Linked DNA regions of Mus musculus: region 1 is linked to region 2. The links are chromatin contacts, called in public HiChIP or PLAC-seq maps. All regions are on one chromosome and are shown on one strand. Each heading gives the region's core, a stretch centred on a gene start, on an enhancer-like site or on the middle of the called end of the contact. The rest is flanking DNA. Distances are from core to core; before and after follow the strand shown. Region 1 overlaps Crybg1 (crystallin beta-gamma domain containing 1). Region 2 has its middle 19 kb from the start of Gm40632.

The links. HiChIP or PLAC-seq counts read pairs in DNA pulled down with a chosen protein or histone mark.
Region 1: an HNF4G HiChIP or PLAC-seq map of pancreatic cancer cells shows a contact between it and region 2. The contact joins two enhancer-like sites. A contact is called at or near these places in 1 of 39 promoter capture datasets (pre-B cells) and 1 of 115 datasets of contacts at active chromatin or transcription factors (pancreatic cancer cells).

What each region holds. Positions count from the first base shown.
Region 1 is chr10:43,995,945-44,000,619 of GRCm38.p6, forward strand. It overlaps Crybg1 (crystallin beta-gamma domain containing 1), which reads right to left. Exons shown (of 22, transcript NM_001368305.1): 4 at 1,108-3,403. Among named protein-coding and RNA genes, the nearest start is that of Gm40636, 30 kb to the left of the region's middle. Within about 2 kb of position 2,702, at least 80 of the 459 cell types and tissues checked have an H3K27ac peak or open chromatin away from gene starts, as enhancers often do. A contact at or near this core is called in pancreatic cancer cells, where this site is marked.
Region 2 is chr10:43,692,287-43,697,245 of GRCm38.p6, forward strand. No RefSeq gene overlaps it. Among named protein-coding and RNA genes, the nearest start is that of Gm40632, 19 kb to the left of the region's middle. Within about 2 kb of position 1,890, at least 55 of the 459 cell types and tissues checked have an H3K27ac peak or open chromatin away from gene starts, as enhancers often do. A contact at or near this core is called in pancreatic cancer cells, where this site is marked.

The DNA.
Region 1 (4,675 bases), core at 1,452-3,951, 300 kb after region 2:
GAGTGCTGTGATTGGTGACATGTCTCATCACAACTAGCCAACCATGTATTTTGAAAAAGCTTCCAAAATCACAGAACATGAGAGGATTATAGCAAAAACCACCTCCACACCCTGCCCAGTGAAGAAGGGCGCCAGGTCCTTTCTGTGGTCATGTCTCTACTTGCCTGACAGCTTTGCTCACTGCAAAGCAAGTTATAGGCACAGTCTCCCTCAACTTAAACAGGGAGCTTGGAACCAGAAGGGCACAAACAATCCTGGGCTGGTGATGGGGCCCAGCAACAAACAGCGTGCTTACTAACAAAAGGCCCTACGTTCAGTCTCCATCAAAGAGGAAACTTCAGGCAGTTCAGAGAGGAAGAAATGGAAGCTGCATTTTGCAGCTCCCTCTATCAGGGAAAGAACGAATGCAAACTAAACTTTATGCCACAAACTTGAGGAAGACAAATTCCCATTTAGGTAGTTTCCCAACTACACATATGACGATTATGGAGAGCGAGTGAAACCTCAGAGCAAAGAGGAAGGAGAAGGGGGATCCTTGGGCTGGGCGGGGCCTTTGCAAGTAGAGGAAGCTGTTTCACACATCTTGAAAATTCTAAATATAGCACTGAGTGTTTTTACAGAGAATACAAAGAATACGAGTCTCCTAGGTTTTCTGATCGCTCAAAGCATCTTTCCTATACTTTCCATAGTACAACACTGACATTCACAAATGCCTTGAAACATAACTTATTCTCCCGGCTTGGCCACAAATGTCTTGGGGGAGGAAGTGTTGGTGTCTTTGTTTCTTGGACTCCAAGAGTTCCTTGCACATAGATTTAAAAGTGCACAGAGGTAGGGGTAGAGGGGTGAGGCAGTGGTGGTGCACACCTTTAATCATAGCACAGAGGCAGGTGGATCTCTGTGAATTCAAGGCCAGCCAGGTCTACACAACTAAATCCAGGACAGCCAGAGCTACACAAAGAAACCCTGTCTCAAAACAAAACAAAAGGTACATGGTAAACAAATAGAAACTTATTGCACATGTACAACCCCTGTAAAAATACAACCTGAGCCCCTCACTGCCTCTAGGTTTAGAAACATCCCATCTAAATAAGAATTAGTACTTACCATAGAGTCTGATAAGGACATTCCAGAAAAGGAATGGCCTGGGTCATACCGGCTTGCTTTGAAAAGGCCCAGGAAGTCCGCGTCCACGCTCCCAACATTCGGCAGGTTTGACTTCAGAATACCTTCCACGCCATCGCTGTTCTTCAGTTTGGGTAAGTCTGAAAGGTTGTTTTCTGGCAATTGTAGGTTGCCCTGAGAATTCACATCTTCCTTGCTTCCCTCTTTTTGTGGGTACTTTTCCATGTGGCTGGAACCCAGACGAGATGTATTTGATGAATTGAAATTGAAGACCTTTAAGGAGTTGTGGGGTGCAAGGTGTGGCTGTTCTTTGTCTGAGCCACAGGGCAGGCCACCCTCCTTCCTGGGCTGTACCACTGATGACTGAGATACGGAGCTGTTCTGAGAAGTGCTAAAAGATGTGCTCATTGTGTTGACTGACGTCACGGAGGGAGAAAAGACTTTGTCTTGTGGCAGAGAAGAAAGCATGCTTGAGAAAAGCGTGCTGTTTTCTAGCCGTGACCTCTTAACGCCGCCGCTGTTGATGTCCCTGTTCTCCTTGTCACTTGCTTCTGAAGTGGTCTGTGGCTCGCTCTTCCCATTACTGTTAGTGTGCAAGGACTTGAAGACGATGCTCTGCTCGGTGGATGCACGCTTGGCTCTCAGTTTGGATATGGGGTCGTGGTTCTGCAACAAGTGCAAAGCTGGTGACACCTCTGCCAGGCTTTCCTTCTTCTTCCCTAAACCAATGGTGAACACGTTGGGATCAAACACCTTTTCCAAACTGTCCTCGTGAATGGGAGGCATAGCGAAGTGAGGGGCTGGAGAGTTTGGGACCCGGGCCTTCTTCTTTTTCTGGGGCACACATACTGCACTGTCCATCTTTTTAATAATTTCAGTGAATTTTTCCATATCAGAAGAAGAATCCAAGACACTATTGTCACTACCAGCAGAAATGTTCAAAAGCCTGGTAGGGGTAAGTGGGCTGGTCGCATCTTGACCTGGCCTTTGGGGGCCTTCTGCATGACTTCTGCTGCTGGGAGAGTGGGTGAGGATGAACTCCGCTGTCTGGGGCATCCCACTGCTGCTCTGGATGGGCGGAGCCTTCTCAGGTCCTGACTGTGTGATGTGTGGTCGAGACTGTGCCACATGTCCTTCTCTGTGATGGATGTCCTTGGGTGATGTGTCTGGTGCATCCTCGTGCTGCGGAACACAAGTGGTGACAGACACCACTTCAGGCTCATTACTGTGACAGCTTGGCAGCTGTGCCTCTCTAACTTCAGAGCTCTCTGAGATGACCTGAGAGCTCACATCCTGAGGATTCTCCACGGGAAGCACAAAGGACCGGACCTGGACGAGGACTTTGGAGGGACAGTCTTTCCCCATAGTTTCTGGGCTGTGCTCTGGAGTGGAAGGGGGACTGGCTTCTCCCACTCCAGGTTTGGAGATGGGAGTTTTCTCAGTGTGAGGAGAGACTGGCGAAACACACCCATTGTGGTTTTCTGACACTTCTAGAGCAGTGCAGGGAACACTGCATATGGGAACTTGAACACAGCCATCTTGGGGAGCGTCCACAGAAATGGGTGCAGAAGGCGGGAGAGATGACTCCCTAGCTGACTCAGCCGCTGAAGCTGGCTGTGAGTCAGAAAATGCATCCTGTGGCTTTGGGGGAGCCTCTCTGGCATCACAAATGGCAGCGATGTCCTGTGCAACATCACTTGTGTTGTTAAGGACGGGGCCTTTGCTGTCAGCAGCCTCTGGCTGGCCCTCTCCTGAGAGCTCAGAGTCCTTCACAGGAACCAGAGCAGTGGGCCCTGGGTGGGAAGGATAGGCAGTGTCTGTTTGTACATCCAGCTTATCACTTTGCTCAGGCTCAGGGCGGAGGACCTGATCCTTGGTGGACTCTCCTTCCCCTCCTCTGGTGGCTGGACGAATCTCTTCTCTGGGGACAGGGACTGCTGTGCCTTTCCCTTCTGCAGATGGCTCTTTGACCACCAGGCCATTCTGGTGGCTGGTTGACACAGCTTTCTTTTCGGGTTGCTCCATTTCTTTGGCCTTTTTGGCTAAGTTCAGCTTCGCCCTCCCAACAAATGTCTTACTAGAGGGAGGATTGTTCCTTGTGTTACGGACGTCGGGGTGGCGGGGGCTACTGTTAGCCCGCTTGTTTTCAAATAAGGAGATTTTGTTGGCTGTGTTCCCCTTATGAACTGGCTGGCTAAATGAGTTGTGCTCATTTCCCAAACTGTCAGGATTCTTCGGAGTTTTCAGATTTAGTTCCACATGTTTGGGTCTGGCGGGGCTGCAAGGACAAAGCAACAGGGCAGTTAGCAGCCTGGTGTTAAGTCGACATACAAACCAGCTGCCAAAGAGACCACAAAGTCCGCATCCCCTGGTGTGTATCTGCTTTCCCATGAAACTTCCTAAACAATCCTACAAACACTAGCACATATTTTTAATATAAAGTATCTTACCTACATATGACAGATGAGACTATAAATCTAAGAAACTATTAATTTACCAAGTATTCATATTCATTCACAGTGAGTGGCACTGAACTGGCAGACATTACAAGGTATAAGGAACAAATTTAAATACTTAATGCCTTCCCATATTTTAAATGCGCAGTATGTATTTATGCATGCATGCATGCATGTGTGAAGTCAGAGGACAACCATGGGTGTCAAGGTTCGACTTTGCTGAGACAGTCTCTCGATGTTCAGCACTGCACACCCAAGTTGTCAGGTCTGGGAGCTGCCAAGCTTTTCTTGGCTCCATCTTCCATCTCACTACGGGAATGCTGGGATTAGAGACACTCATTCCCATGACCACCTTTTCTATGGGTCTCAGGTCCTCACACTGTATCCACTGAGCTGTCCCTCTGAACATGGAAAGTGTTTTTAAATCTTTCCTAAACCTGCTGCTCATCAGCATTCTGCCTTATTCCCAGTGGTTTCATATGCATAAATATTTTACTAGAATGAAAATGGCAGTGTTCATAGGGCTTGCTTGGCTGCTTGCCTTTTGCTAAGACAAAAGGATGAGTTAACATTATAACTTCCAGGGTCCTAAGACTGACTTCCTTGGAATTTTACACAAACATTAGTAGAAGCAAATTTTTTAACCATACGGCTATACCATAATTTGTTAACTGACTTTGTTAATGTGTCTAGGGCAGAGTCTCCCAGCTCATTCACATTTCTTAGGTCTAATTACTTATTACTGGGAATAATGTCTTTAGTGTACACAATGTGTTCTTTCACAATAGCAGAATGTGTTGTGTTGGCATTTGCCTGCCTTGGCCTCAGTCCTGGCTCTCACACTAATATCTGTGTGAATTTAGCCAAGGCATTTCACATATCTGGCCCATTGCTCTCTTTTGTATCTGTAACTTAAAAGGTAATACAAAACAAAACCCCTACATAATTTAGAACAGAATTAGTTTTTATTTCACACAAAACTTATGGTTAAGGGAATTTTGGAAGTCCCCTTAAGGGGTTACACTGAGGGCTAACAGAGGCTACAGGACCAGAAGGCTCCCCATGGCTGCTTTCAGACAGAGCCACTCCCACTT
Region 2 (4,959 bases), core at 640-3,139:
AAAAACCTATAATAGTTTGGACTTGCTTTCAAGATCAAGGCTTAGCTAGATACTTCTGTCAACTCCAGGAAGCCATGTCACCTGCTGTTCTGGGGCATCAGTCTTGTTTCCCAGCATCCCACAGTGGGAGCTCCTGTGGCCGGCTTTCCCGGAACTCTTCTTCTAGCTGTTCTTGATATGTTTTCTCAAAGGAACTCACCCTTTCCAATGCCCTCCATGGCTGTCCTTAAAATATCAATTAAATAATTTGTTTGTTGTCTGTCCTCCTCAAAAGACTCGAATTGACTCAGTCATAGGCTAGGGGGCTGAATAGCAGAAACCATTTGTGCTGGGCAGTTCTATGTCAGTGGAGAGAGACACAAGCTAGAAAGGAGGGAAGAGGTTCAACTGAGAAAACGCTTCCCAAGATCAGGCTATAGGCAAACCTGTAAGGCATTTTCTTAATTAGGGATTGATGGAGGATGGCCCAGCCCATTGTGGGTCATGCCATCCCTGGGCTGGTGGCCTTGATTTCTTTAAGAGAGCAGGGTGAGCAAGCCATGATGAGCAGGCCGGTAAGCAGCATCCCTCCATGGCCTCTGTATCAGCTCCTGCCTCCAGGTTCCTGCCCACACAGCTTCTGGTGAGGGACTGTTCTATGGCACTGTGAGTGAAATCAACTCTTTCCTCCCCAGCTTACTTTTGGTCATGGTGTTTCAGCATAGTCATAGTGACTCTGACTAGGACACAGTCTTACAGGTCTACAGGCTGAAGGTCTAAGATCAAGATGTGAAGACGTAGGTCTCTGTCCTGGCTCTGCCTCTCTGTGTATCCTCACATGATCTCTCCGCATGTAGAGGGCCTGGAGTTCCTTCCTGTGTTCATATTTCTTCTCATAAGGCCACATTGTTAGGGTACATCCTTGTGGCCCCATTTTAACTTATATGGTCCTCTCAAAGGTCTTTTTTAACTCTTCAAAGATCCTCTGTCCAAATCGTGCCAGTGTCTGAGGTGTGGGGGTTAAGCCTTCAGCATATGAACTCTGAGGGACATGACGTAACCACAGTGGGGGTGCAGTTCTCTTGCTAGTGTTCCTGCCAGGGGGCACATGGGAGTCAGCAGAGAGTTGTTTGTGGCCCAGTGAAGTTGTTTCTCTCTGAGGTTTCCCACCACTCGCCCACAAGCCATTTGAGGCCTAAGCCCATCTCTGCCTGACAGGCTGCCCATGCCCCCGCGGAATTTTTTTTCTCTTCACCCATGCATAGTTCACATTGCCAGTTCTTATAGAGTCATTAGGGTTGCCTCCTTGACAAGACTGGCTAGCTCATGGGGGTGGGCACCTCCCACAAACCAGAAACAACTCCCCTTCCCCAAACCAATGGTGGGTGATTTCTTCATCTGGAATAATCCGAAACCACTATTGCCTCTTGTCGTTTACCAAAGTCTCCATTTAGGAGATCCTTGAAGGATGCCCAGTCAGAGGTAGGAAATGTCCCTCCTCCCTGATCACCTGCCTCTAGTTTAGAACTGGGATAGGAAAAAAGTCATGCAATTAGGTCTCCTGATGAATAAAGCATGTCTATTTCATCCTGAAAATAATGACTGCCAAGATGGAAACCATCCAGTCCTCAGCCTTTTCCATGTGGTAGATCGAAGACATCTCACTCCCTGAAGCATTCTGTGACTTAATGCTCCAAGGTATGCTAATCATAAAACAGACGGCGACATTCCTCCACCCACCAGCATCACAGATCCGTGTGGACACTGCTCTGTTTCCAGTTGTTATCTTTCACCAAGCTGGGGAGAATGTCTTCTGAGATTTAAAGAGTTAAGAGTAGTTGTGCAGTTGAACACATTCCCGGCTAAGTTAATTATTGACCTCCAGTGTGAATCACTCATGGCCTTTAGAAGTGGTATCTGAATACTTCCTCTGGCAGCAAATGTTATCCTGGCCTATTTATGGAACGGAGGCTGGGGTCAGGGACAGTATAAAGAATTAAGATACTTCCTTCCCCCCTCTGAACACTAACTGCCCCTTTAAATACTGCCTTTCTTCCTTGGCTACCTGCTCAGAGCACCTCAGTTAACTAGAAGGCTCTTGAACACCATGCCATTTTCTACACGGTCACGGGAAGAGACCAGATAACGTCTCTTTTTGTCATGAATGGAATCATGAGGACCAGCCATCTTACTGGTGTGTCCCATTCGGTTTCAGCCCTGGCAGTAGGAAAGGAACGTTTTAACATTCCGAGTAACTCTTCTCATTATACCCTAAGAGCTGGCTAAAAAACAAAGGCTTTCAGCTGATCTGAGGCTTTTCTGAGGGTTTGTGGTTAACCAAGGCCACACACCCAGTAAGCAACAAGATGGGATTTAATGGAAGTGACATGTGGTAGGGGCTGGACTCCTGTTGTATCTGGTATCAGCTCAGCTGGGCCTGCCTACTTTTACAAGAGAGAGGCCCAGTCAGGTCTCACTGGCTAAGGGGTTCAGGCTCAATGCCTGTGAAAACAGACACCAAGATAATCCGAGCTTCATTCCAGCGGCGTTAGGGCAGCTAATCCCCATTCCTTTGATGGGACAGAAAGCACAGGTGGAGGCCGGCAAGCGCTGGAAGGACCAGGCCTCTGCTTTGTTTGATCTGAGTCCTGGAGTTTTTCTCATAATGCCAAAGCCAGTTAAAGGTGTGTCAGTCCTTTACAGAAGAAGAGAAGGAGCTCTTTGGTTCTGCTTTTTTGAGACTGTGTCTGAGTCTGTTGCCCAGGTGGGTCTCGAACTCAGAGAGTGCTCCCACCACAGAATCCCAAGCTTCAATCACCTCGATGGGCTTATTTCTGGCTTGTTTCCTGTGGTGAATGAGGACCTATCAGGGTGCAGTCGACTGCTTTCCTGATACTGTACTGCAAGCTTTTATAATTATCAATAAACTTACAAAGTCTTCATTATAACAAGAATGTAAATTCATACAAACTGTTTCTCCATCCTAAAAAAAAATTAATGACAGCACTTTTTTTATTGATTTTTTTTTTTTTTTTTAGTTTGTGTGCAAAACAGTAGGTATTAATTATCATGGCGTCTGCCCCCAGATAGATATCATTGTACTTGGCTCATATCCATTCCCTGTCATCATGTCTCTGATCTTCCTCATTCCTCTGGCTGCTCCTGTGTTTATTAAGACAGGGTCTCACTCTATTGCCGAGGTTAACCTGGAATGGATGATCCTCCTGCTTCAGTGCTTTGTGCCGGGATTGCAGGCATGCTGGCAGGAGACACGCATGAGGTAAACAAGCGAATATTTCCATGGTTGGAAACTGGTGTGATTTACCAAAGCCAGCGACAAATCTTTCTGAACTTGTGTAGTCAACGGTCTGGTTTGCAGTCCAGGCCAGTGGAGCAGAGCATGCCCAGAGGCAACTGCTTCCCCCTCTGGACCCGCCCCAAAATGGGACTGGCTCGTGATAGATACAGTTGCCTCTTTTTCTTAAGTTTGTAATAGCTCCTCCGTGTAGGGTGGGAGGACCCCAAAGGAGATCTCCCGGGAATTTCAGCGAGCCCTTGGTGCCTTCAAGCCTCCCTGGAGACCATACTATAAGCAGTGGCATTTGGCTGCCAGTCTCTGTACAGAAGCCTCTAAGAGCCCGAGATTTCAACGTGAGGCTTGGCAGGCAGGCAGGCAGGTGCGCTCAAAGCCTGGCAGCCGCTGTCTTTCTCCCCAGTTCCACTTTCTGCCGTTTGAGTCAAACTCATCCCTTTCCCACCGCGTATTCCTGCACATCGGCACTTTGAGCCATCTGCTTTTTCTATATGCTTTTATTTAATAATCATGGAAACCCAGCTTTATAATCTCCAACTTCCAGAAAAAAGGAAACTGAAGTGCCAAGCACATTGGTGACTTACACATATGGAGTTAATAGAAAAATCAGCAATGTGGGTAGTCTGTGACTGTTTCTTTAGTAAAATAAAAAAAAATAATAATAATAAACAGAAAACTTAACTCTTGGCTCCAGTGAAGACGCTTAGAGTATCAGGTAACCAGGGAATGCTGCAGTGTCATAAGGATTCACACAACACCATTCTAGAGATAGGTTTGTTATGACCACTATTTTCTCTCTGTTCACTCATAAGGATATCACAAAGTTGAAAGCCTTGTCTGGTCAGTTGTGGTGTGTAGTGGGAGGAGTTGATAACTAAAAATCTAGTTTCCTAATTGTTTCTTGATTGGGTCAATAAAGATGGCCGAAGCCAATCACTGGGAGAAGGATAAGTCAGGATTTCCGGGGTGGAAGAGAAGGGGACAGATCGGGAGAGGTTTGGAAATCTGGACCAGGCAGTGGAGCAGATAGGGAGGACAGACTTGTAGGTCTCGGGGACCAATAGTTTGTAGCCTCCGCACCCACCTGCAGAGGCTAAAGAGGATGGGGCAGGATATTCTTAACCCAGCAGTTGTGTTATCTGACTGGTTTTAAAATATTAAGGCTGTCTGGTGTTTTTCAGCCACCGAGACTCAGGTGGGAGAAGAAAGCAGACCGCAGGGTTGGTCAGTCAGTGGATCGCAAGCAGTAGCTCCAAGTGTTCTCAGGAGGGTGTTGGGGAGTTTAGCAGAGCCAGCTGGAGGACTGGGCAGGATGGAAATGGAGCCAGCACTGCCATGATGTCTGAGCTAAGTTGTGAGGGGCCGCAGCACCAGGCAAGGAGCAAGCGTGCTTTTTAAAATTACGTGCAACAGTGGTGGCACACGCCTTTCATCCCAGCACTCAGGAGACAGAGGCAGGTGGATCTCTGACTTCCAGGACTACCTGGTCTTCAGATCGAGTTCCAGGACAGACAACGTTACATAGATAAACCCTATCTCCAAAAAAAGAAAAAAGAAAGGAGGAAGAGGAGGAGGAGAAGTCTGATTGGAGGCTACAGAGCAAAGATGTGGTAACTGCTTTGGAAGAAGCTAGGTGGGAAGGAAGAAAGGGGAGGGAGGAGAGGGTG